Linked DNA regions of Anas platyrhynchos: region 1 is linked to region 2. A link is a contact called in public Hi-C data. All regions are on one chromosome and are shown on one strand. The core of a region is the stretch at or near the end of the contact, and the rest is flanking DNA. Distances in the headings are between cores, read along the strand shown. Region 1 holds the start of AXIN1 (axin 1). Region 2 overlaps AXIN1 (axin 1).

Region 1 (5,296 bases), core at 1,800-4,299, 65 kb after region 2:
TCCCTGCTGGCCTCAGGCTCGGCGTCTTGGTCACATTTCCACTCCTCATCCTCATTCAGAGTAGGCAGATAACCAGGTAGCCCCTTACCTGTCCCAGACCCTGAGCTCGGATCGCTGTAAATTTTGGGACTTTCCCCACCTGTCCTTGTGTATTCCAAATAAATATCCGACTTAAGGAACAAAGGGTAGGTATTGTCTTCTATCATGCACTGAATCTCAGTTTGGGCCTGGTCAAACATGTCAGGGTCAATCTGTAGTTTCACGACACAGTCTTTAATGAAACTTTTTGTGGCTGGTTTGATCTGCCGGGACACAATGCCATTGTTGTCGAGAATGTATTTTTTGTAAATGGCTTTTGCCAGTTTGAGTCTTTTTTCCTCATTGGACACGCACGGCTCCAGCTTCCTGAAGCCACTGCAGGCAAACCAGAAGTCCAGCAGATCCGCACAGTCCTCCTGTTTCAGGAAAGTCCTGAAGAGGTTGATACCATCTTGATCATCGAGCAAGGAGTGCAGCGACTCAGCCCACTTCAGGTAGGGTGGAGTTGGCGAAGCACTCCCCTCGGGCTCATATCCCAAATCCAAATCAGAGCGCCTCGGCGTTGCGGTGGACGTCTCATTTCTAACAACATCACTTTTGCTAGAGTAAAAACCGTGGCTAACTGGCCTTGGATCTGTGGACACGAGTTCACCCTCCTCACCAGGAACCGGCGGCCTTGGAGCATCTTCAGTGAAGCTTCCTCCAAGGTCCAGAGGGAAGCCTTTCCCCTGGATATTCATTTTTCTGGCGTTTGCTCACACAGGAACAAAGGGGGAAGAGCTGAGACCTCAGATCACCGATATCTGTAGTTCCACTGTGAACGAGTTTGTTCTGCTGAAACAGATGAGAAAGAAATATGTTAAGCACTGCAAACAAACACTCTAAGATTACAAGGCGCTGATACTGCTCTGCATGATTACTGTACCGAATCCCCCTTCTCATCAGAATCAATGACAAAGCTCTCAGCAATTTCAGGGATCAGGATGAAACAGGTACCCTCTTCCTTCCTCCAAAAATGACAGAATATTCCAAAACTGTATCTAGCATCTGCCCCAACTGATAGCACTGGTGCTACAGTAACAGCCACCAGTTTCACATTATAGGTGTTTCTTCAGGACCTGGGATCTGGCATTCACTGGGTCCAAGAGATTTACACTCAGGTGCCAAGCGGTAACAGCCCACAGGACAGGCACACGGCAGCTTCTGCACTGGGATCAACTTCTCTGCAAAGCCCACCTGGACAGCACGTGTCCCAGGGCACATCAAGGCAGTGTGTTTTTACCTGGATACCAGCCTAGGAAATTCTCATCCCTAAAGAGGATTTTACATTAAGGCTTGGGAAAAAATATCCTGAAAGAACACCCAGTATGTACCAAAGCTGAGATCACACCTTAACCAAACACAGGTGGCTTTTGTACACCCCAGTGGCATACCACCGCGACATTCCTCTCTGCGTTGGAGAAACGCACTGCATCGCCTCATCTCGCTCCAGGGGAATCCAAACGCATCACTGACCCCAATATTTTGGGCATGCGAACAACATTCTTGCTTCCAATGGGCATGTCAGTACAGGACTTCAGGTCTGGCACCGTTTTTCATAGACAGAGGCCATTTAGCAAAGGTTCATTTAAGCTAACAGCACTGCACGCTGTGAGCCTGGGAAAATTTCAGGTCATCAAAGGAGGAGAGAATCACCCGAAGACGGCAATCGGCTCGCACACAGCGTTTTAAGAACAGGGCTGTGAGGCAACATGGAGGATGGGAGGCGTGGGGGGAGAAGGACAGACCCCGGGCTGCTGCCTTCACCCCCAGACAAGGTGAGAGGCGTTTCAGACCAGCTGCACCAGGTGCTCTCTGAAGGCCCATCCCGACGGAGCCGCTCTGTTCCTGAAAGTAGCCAAAGTCTTGTTTCACAGAGCACCACCCGCCCCAAGGCCCTGCAACCCCTGCAGCCCCAGCCGCCTGCCAAACCGCTCCTTGTGCTGGATGAACTCCACCGCACACGAAAACAGCGCAGGGAACACGCACCCCATCGCAGCCCGCCTCCCCGCGCTCGCCGCGCCCAGATGAACACATCTTTTGGATGCTCTGCCTTTATTTTTTTTTTTTCCTCCCTCTGTTCCTCTCAACCCAAAGCCACCGCCGAGGCTCCAGGTCCTCCCTCCCCACCGACCTGCGAGCCGCGAGCACCCCCGGCAAGGGGCGAGGGGAGCCGCGAGGCCCGGAGGCCTCGTGCCCAACCTGCGCCCACCACAGCGGGCACCGGAGCCCCCCGGGGCTGCCCCAGCGTGGCCCCGAGCCGCCGGTCCCGGGCAGCTCCGCGGCTCGGCTGGGCTGGGCTCGGGTCCCCCCCCTCAGCTCGTGGCGACCTCCCGGAGCCGCCGCCGCCTCCCGGCCCGCTGCGAGTTGCCCCGCACGCCGCCCAGGGCTCCCCGGGAAGCCGCTCGCAGCCCGGGCGCTGTCACGGCCCCCAGCAGCACCGGGGGGGCGAGAGCCGAGGAAAGGAGGAGAAGGGAGGGAGGCGAGAAGCGCCCCCACCGGACCCACCGCCCCCGCGGCCCGGCCCGGCCCGGCAAGGGCCGCCCCGGGCGCCCGCCCCCCGCTCTGAGGGCGGCCTAGCCCCGGCTCGGCGGCTCCCGGCGCGGCCCCGCTCCGCCCGCACGGCGGCGGCGGCCTCCGGCGCGGCCTCGGCGCAGGGCCTGGGCTCGGGGCCGCCTCCCCGCCCGCTCACTCACCCGCACGGTGCGGCGGCGGCGGCAGCGGCGGCGGCGCGGGGCCCGGCCCATGCGGCTTCAGCAGCGGCAGCGGCGGCTTCGGCAGCGGCCCGGAGCGGCGGGGGGAGGAGGCGGCGGCGCCCGGGCCGAGGAAGCGGAGGCGGCGGCGGCACAAAGCGGGCGGCCCGGGACGCCCATGGCCGCGGCCGCTGGCTCTGGCGGCGACACGGCGAGCAGCCAGCCCCGCACCGCTCCGCTCCGCCTGCGCCGCTGCCTCGCAGCGCCGGGGAGAGAGCGGCTCAGCCGCGCCCCCCGCGCCCCCGCCCGGTACTGCGGGGCCCGGCCGCGGGGGAGGAGCGGCCCCGGCCCGGCCCCGAGCCCCCGCAGCCTCCCCGGGGCCTCCTCTCGGGGTGCCGGTGCCCGGCCCGGCGGGGCTCGGGGGCTGCCGGGGCTCGCCCGGCCCGGGGAGGCGGCCCCGGGGATCGCGGGGGCCCTGTGGAGACCCCGGCACAGCCCCGAGCCGCTGCTTTGTTCGGCACCTGAGCAGCCCGAGGTGGGAGCGCAGTGTGGAATTGCCTCCCTCTCTCCTTTTTTTTTCCCCTCCTGCTTGCTCTGGGCAGAAGAAGCCCAGAGGAGCGCAGCCGAACGCCCTGGGCACGATGCAGCCCGGGGGAGGCTCCTGCTTTGGAGACCTCCGGTTCTGCGGCACAGCAACAGCTGGGGAAAAAGGCTGGGAAAAGGCCTCAGCCCTCGAAGTGACCCTCGAAGCCAGCTCGGTGGTGCCACAGGCCTCCTCTGCTCGCACAGGGACCGATTGGCACGCATTTATCTGAGCACCTCCTCAAAAAGACCGCACGGCTGTGGGGTGAGGGATGGAGCAGTGTGGATGCTCCATGAGCGGCTCTTGCCTTAACAAACAGCTCGAGCAGTTGTCCAAACTGCAGCTGTGTCCTTCTCTGTGTAGCCGAGCAATTCTGCAGCAAAGAGGAAAAAGGCAACTCGCCAAGAGGTGGCACTGCGCGGACTGAAATGGGTGAAACAACATGGAGCCTCTTGAGAAAGGCCTGAGGGGATCGTGCCTTACCCAGGGGTGGCTGGTGATAGGAAGCTTCTGGCCAGAAATGCCCCAGCATGTGGGATGTAATGGGGTCTGGGAGTGCTGGGTGACAGTGCAAAAAGAAGGGGGTTAGCATATGCAGAGACTGAACAAGAATAGTCCTGCAGGTAAATGCAAAGCCTGTTTCTTCCCTGGAAGGTGAGGATAGCCAGAGCCCTGGACCCAAGCATGGCAGATCCCTAGGTATGATCCCAGAAAATAAACAAGCAACACGAGCCACGAGGCAGTCCTCTCAAAATCAAAAATGACAAAAATTTTCTGGTAGGGATTGGTTTCTGATTTTTCACTCAATTAGCATTCTCCTATCACACATACCGGTGTGTTCAACATTTTTTTTTTTTTTGCGTTTGTGTTTTGTTGTGCACTCTCAGAAACTGACATGTTTTTCAGCTTCCTAAAACGCACAAAAGTTCACCCCCAGTGCAGCAGCACTCCCCTTCCCTGGCGGAGAGCCTGGCAGAATGGTGCAGGTCCTTGTGCTTTCATGTGGATGATGCTCAGAGCATGTAACAGTGCAACACTGATCTCAGGCATAATAATAGAAAAGCTGATGTGGGATTCAGCTGGTAAAGAATTAAAGGATGGGAATATAATTAATGCAATCAGCCTGGTTTCTGGAAAATAGCTCTTGTCAAACTCTGATGTCATCCTTTGAAGAGATTACAAGTTTGGCTGATAAAGGTTACGGCATAGAAATAATAGACCTGGACCCTGTTCAGGCATGTGACTTAATCCATATAGTATTCTGATTAAAAATTAGCACAATACAACATCAAGAGGGACACCTTAAAGGGACTGGGAGCTGGCAAACCGACAGCCATCAATGGGGAATCCTCGCAGAATGGGAGCACTCTCAGTGGGTGTCCGCAGGGTTTGATGTGAAGCCCAATGCTATTCAGCATTTTCATCAATGGTCTAGAAATAGATTAAAAAGCCCTGCTGAGAAAAATGCAGGGGCCAGGGAAACGGGGGGGGGCAGGAGACACGGACGAGGTCAAGACAGCTGTAGAAAGCTTCATAAGCTGAGTCTGGGCAAATAAAACGTGGCTGAATGTAGGCAGCTGCAGAACGGTGCCTCCGAGGGGCACAGGGTGCAGGGCACCGCTTCTCATGGAAACCTGTGCTCTGCAGAGGGCTGCCTCGGAAAAGAGCTGAGGAGGAAGGAAGAGCAATATAGGAGCAGCAGGGCCCTGGAAAGTCCTGGCTGGGACCGGTGTGGAAGCTACAGCAGGAGGAGACAGGCCAGCCTTGGCTGGAGGACAGGGGAATGGCAAGGAGGTGCATGGGTTTAGGTGTGTAGGGACAAGTGAGAGCAGATGTGTAGGGCACCTAGGTCATGCATCTGCATTTGAAAAGGATGCTGAAAAATTAGAAGGTGGAGAGTTATAACTGACCCCAGCTCTAGAGAAGTCACTTTGCAGGGGGA
Region 2 (5,230 bases), core at 1,411-3,910:
CAAGCCACTGCAAGAGAGCACTGGCAGCCAAACAGGACTGTTCAGGTGCAAACTCTCATGAAACTCCTAACCTGGGGACAGGAACTCTGAGCTTGTGCCAGAAGGACAGCTCTGACTGTGCCCACTTACATTTCCCTGTATACTGTAGTCAGTGCCAGAGAGAAGACCTTGTATCTCGATGTGGCTTTGGATTAACCCAGCATGGCCACGTGTATGCTTTGTTGAAGCAGCCCAGCCACATTTCAAGCCCCCAGAAAGATGTAAGGGCTCTCTCCCTCCCTGCCAGCCTACAGAGCAGTTTGCTTCAGCTGCCTCCACGCTCTGCCTCCCTCATCCCTCCTCCAGAAGGTTGTTCCTACACATTGCAGACCCACCTGGCAGCCTGCCTTCACTAAAATCCCACCCCGAGTACACTGCAAGGCCTTGCCCCAAAATAACATATCTTAAGGAGCCAGCCAAGCTCTCAACTACAGTTACTCCACGTTTATCATCACCACTCATTATTCAAGGTAGCCCTGAGCCTCGCCCTCACAGTAATTCAGTAACAGGACTAGCAAAACCCACTGCTGCAGAGAATAAACTTCGTCCTCTCCTCTCAGCACACAGACAGAAGATGGAGGAATTGGGTGGCGGATGAAAAACTGAATGTGAGCTGAATATGTGTGCTGGCAGCCCAGAAAGCTACTTGTGCCCCAGCCTGCAATAACAGCAGTACGGTCAGCAGGGTGAGGGAGGGGATTGTTCCCCTCTGCTCCGCTCTCGTGAGACCCCACCTGGAGCCCTGCGCTCAGCTCTGGGACCCCAGCACTGGAGGGACGGGGATCTGCTGGAGCAGGTCCCGAGGAGGCCATGAGGGTGGTCAGGGGGCTGGAGCTCCTCTGCTGTGAAGAGAGGCTGAGGGAGCTGGGAGTGTTCAGCCCGGAGAAGGGAAGGTTCTGGGGAGACCTTCCTGTGGCCTTTCAGTATATAAAGGGGACCTACAGGAACGATGGGGAGGCATCCTTTATCAGGGATTGAAATGACAGGGCAAGGGTAACAGTTTTAAATCTTAAGAGAATAGATTTAGATTGTATGTTCAGAAGAAATTCTCTGAGGAAGAAATCCTATTTCCTATGAGGACAGTGAGGCCCTGGCCCAGGCTGCCCTGAGGAGCTGTGGGTGCCCCATCCCAGGCAGCGCCCAAGGCCAGGCTGGGTGGGATTTGGGCAGCCTGAGCTGGGGGGAAGTGTCCCGTAGCAGGGGGCTGGAAACAGGTGATCTTTAAGGTCCCTTCCAACCCAAAGCATTCTCTCAATCCATGTTTCTAATTCAAACAAAGGAAAAACTGTCAAGAGCACACATGGCAGTGACATCTCTCCTGGGCAGAGATGGACACAGCCCTGCCTGAGAGAACATCCCCCTGGGATAGCAGGCCACAGCAGCACCAGAGCAACCACCCCTTATATATGAAGAGAAATAAACCCTTCTGGTAAATAAATTATGCCTTGCAGAAAGGAGTACTTTTGTGTCCTCTCATAAACAGCTTAAGAGTCCGGTTTCTGTTGCCCAGGCCCTAAGACACAGCCCTACACTTATCAGCTCCCAGTGCATGGTTAAGTCGACCAGCACCTCCGCTGCTTTAAGGAGCAGAAGAGCTACTTTATAACCAAGGCAATTAAAAATCCTGGTTAGAGGATGTCTTTTAGCACCAGACCCAGAGGTGAAAAGGGGCTTAAAAGGGTTATCAGGAAGCATTCATTTCTGAGGGGGAAGAGCAGTGAGAAGCCCTCAAACCATGTCCCATAAGAAAACATGGCTCAGCCACCCTGTTTCACTGGCATGCTAGAGCCCATTTATGAAAGAGCCTCCTAGAGAAGCTCCAGCTCCGGGACTCCCACTGGGTGTTGCCCTGACTCACCTGTAGCCTAAAGAGTCCATGGGGACAGAGGCCATGCCCAAGTTTTCAGTGTAGTTTCGTGACTTTGTTGCATAGTTATGTGAATCTACATTCCAAGCAAAGCTGTTCTGCACCCGCTGCGTGGCCTCGGCCTCAATTTGCTCTTTTGGTTTCATCACGCTGTGGTGATGGATGTGGTGGTAGACATGTTTATGGTGGTATAAGTTAGCTGCATCCAGTTTCATTCCTGATTTTGTTGTGTGTTTGCCATGCCCTGGAGGAATTGTTCCTAGTGTCCCTGACAGCTTTCCTAAGTGGCCGCTTTCTGGAGACCGTGGCTTAGGAGAGTGGCGGCCAGGTCCTGGAGATTGACAGCCTGGTGTTTTCATCACACGCTGTACGTGTTCATCGAGGATGCTTTCTGGGTTTTCTTCATGTGCATCTCTCATCTGCATCCCAGCACAGCCCATCTCAGAGTAACGAGGAGCAAAGTGATGAAAGGTTTGGGCAGAAGGCATCTTGTGGCTAATGACTGAAGGACCAGAAGAGATGTCTGCTTCCTCACCTTCTTCCTCCTGCAAGAAACCAGAGGACAATCAGAGAATGACAGCAGGCTGGCACAAGGGGTTTCTGGAGGTCTCTAGTCCCACCTCCCGCTCACAGCACGCCTGCCACCAACACTCAGACAGGTGAGCCCTGGCTTTGTCCAGCCGGGTCTTGAAAGCCTTCCAGATGGAGATGCCTCCCCTCTTTGGAGACCTGTCCCTGGCTGCGCTGCCCTCCTGTGGAAAGCTTCCTAGTGTGCAGCCTGAGCCTGCCCCATCCCGGCTCACCCCGCTGCCGCACCGCATGGCCCAAAGAGACCAGGCATCTGCTGACACAAAGCCAGGATTTACAGATGCGCCTTTCTTATAAGTGTACCGACTCGATCGGATTTATACGTGGGCAGAGGTTTGCTAAAAAGCTCCCCAAGTCCCTTGAAGATGGTTCTGCAACAACCAGCAGCGGAAACGCAGCTCACCGCAGCGTACCTGCAGCTTCCTACAGGCCTTCGGTGAGGCACTGCTTCAAAGGTCAGCAGATGAAGCACAAAGTCACAGGACATGCAGCAAAACCATTCTCAAGTCAGGAGATACCAGGGGGTTTTCTCACCCGAATGTTCCACAAAGCAAGGCAAACAGCAGGCTTGTAACAGGAGCGTACAACTGAAGGTCAACAGCAGCCTGAACGGTTTTGAAAATCAAACACCGCCTTCTCCCAGGCATGCTAATGCTCCAGCAAAACGCTTCGTGCAGATAAAGACACCGGCTGTAACTAACTGCTTGCTCTTATGGTTCCCAGTAGTCTAGGGCACGCTGTTGTTAGCACCTCTTTAGTCTGTGCCAGGAGGAATAAAACTCCTCCATGCTAACAGCCACAATTTTGATGCTGACAAACTATTTTATGCTCCAAGATAAACTCAGATGTTTATGAAGTTTCTTTATTGGAAAACAGGATGCCTATTTTTTTTAATCACATAAGTAGGATTCCAGCAAGTCCTTTAATCCCGCTCTCTCTTCCTCCTTTGGCACGTTTGCAGCACGGGGAATATCTGCCCTGCCAGATAAATGCATCTGCTAGAAAACACTGCCTCCCATCAGCTTTGCCTGTCAGTTGTTATCATCCATCACTTGCTAACCAGCTTCAAAGTCTCAGCTGCCAACCACAGAGCAAGAAAGCAAATAACAGACTTCCTCCAGTGGCACACCTGGGGGTTCCAAACTGAACCAGGGCCGATGCTGGGCTTCCAAAGTGCAGACGACGTGGACACTTGCAGCCCTCTGCCAGCCTGGGCTTCTCCTCCCAGCTCCTGTGCTGCCCTGCTGAGGTGCCTTTCCCTTCACCCTCTTTTGTGGCCACGGCCCCTCTGATTTCCCTGCCTCGCTGCAATGCAAACTGACTTCAAGGGATCCAAAAGATCTATTCATAACACCCTCATTCTTTTGCAAGAACCAGAAAGAGGCTGTTGTGCAAACTCATTGGAACAAGGCTGATCAGGATGACAGTGATCCCGGCTGTCACAGGGACTCCTAACACCAAGCCACTCTGCAGAGATGTGACTCAGTGTGTGACACAATGCCCACTCACAGAGGGGACACACCAGTCGCTCACAAATTGCTCCTAACTTCGGAAGCACCTTTCATCTCCAGTGGCAACGCTACAGCCTGCCAAATGCCCTCCCTGGGCAGCTGGGTTGGATACAGGAAAAAATGGAGCACGCACTGCCTAAATCCTTAATGCTGGGTTAAATTGTGATGACCCACTGACATACTCAACGCTTTGGAGGCTCTCAGGGCCGGTACCTACATTCTGGAGAGTTCTCAGGTTTAAACAGCAGCTGGTATCTGCAAGGCAAGATCTGCCCCTGGGGCAGATCCCTGATGAATGGCAGCACGTGCTTTCTGCTCTGGCGGTGCTGTCACACCGCAGCAGGGAGGCACAAACGTGCCCAGGGTGAACCTGGGACTGCCTAGCCAAATGGGTGCTTGGGATTTAGGAAATCTTCTGGCTACCTGAAATTCAATTGTGCAAATAACTGGGATCTGGTACTTTGTTTTGCTCCAAGACTGAGATCAGGGTGGGCTAAGGGAAGGAGAAGGATCTGGGGGTGTTGGTCAGTAGGTGGTGGAGTCACCGTCCCCGGGGGTGTTCAAGGAGAGGTTGGACGTGGTGCTTGGGGACGTGGTTTAGTGGGTGACAGTGGTGGTAGGGGGATGGTTGGACCAGATGATCTTGGAGATCTTTCCCAACCTTAATGACTGTGATTCTATGAGCAGATCTGGACCCTAAGCAGGTCCTCTGCCAGGAGCAAGTGCTGTTTGGGTTGGTGGTGTGCTGGTGAGCTCTGGTGGGCAGCTGGCTTCCTGACCCCAGCACTGGTCTCAGCCTCGCGTGAAGCAGGAAAGCCCCACGTTGAGACAATGGCAGGTAACGAGGGAAGGAGGCCCTGCTTCCAAGCCAACCTGTGTGAGACATCTCTACTTGCCTAGGATATCCAGAACTAAAAAGCTTGCAAATTAACTCATGCGCTAAACCAGGACAGATTCTTCCTCTTTTTAATCTCTTTGCCTGAGTTATCTGATCTTAGTCTGTGCCTGGCAGTGCAGCGCTAGCCCTCCCCTCCTCCCCAAACCTGCCTGCACCCAGATGAGCCGCTCTCGCCCGGCGGACACCTGCCCGCGGCTGGCATGGGTGGAGGAAAGGGGAGACGAGACAACACCGAGCTGCTGACCGAAGGAGCTGCAGGCAAGGGTTTGGTGTGGCTGCCCTGGGGAAAAGGCCATCCCCCAACCTGGCATTCTGGGTTTGCCAGCA

What was found. A called contact is a pair of places that touch in the nucleus more often than the background predicts.
Region 1: a contact with region 2 is called in a Hi-C map of F1 follicle, with 2.3 times the contacts expected there. The contact joins the promoter of AXIN1 here to the enhancer-like site in region 2. A contact is called at or near these places in 4 of 8 Hi-C or Micro-C datasets (F1 follicle, liver, skeletal muscle and 1 more).

What each region holds. Positions count from the first base shown.
Region 1 is chr15:9,114,607-9,119,902 of IASCAAS_PekinDuck_T2T, forward strand. AXIN1 (axin 1) reads right to left here and starts at 3,050. Exons shown (of 9, transcript XM_038186939.2): 1 at 2,775-3,050; 2 at 1-873. The coding sequence starts at 779.
Region 2 is chr15:9,050,416-9,055,645 of IASCAAS_PekinDuck_T2T, forward strand. It overlaps AXIN1 (axin 1), which reads right to left. Exons shown (of 9, transcript XM_038186939.2): 6 at 1,898-2,451. Among named protein-coding and RNA genes, the nearest start is that of PDIA2, 20 kb to the left of the region's middle. Within about 2 kb of position 2,661, at least 3 of the 8 cell types and tissues checked have an H3K27ac peak or open chromatin away from gene starts, as enhancers often do. A contact at or near this core is called in F1 follicle, where this site is marked.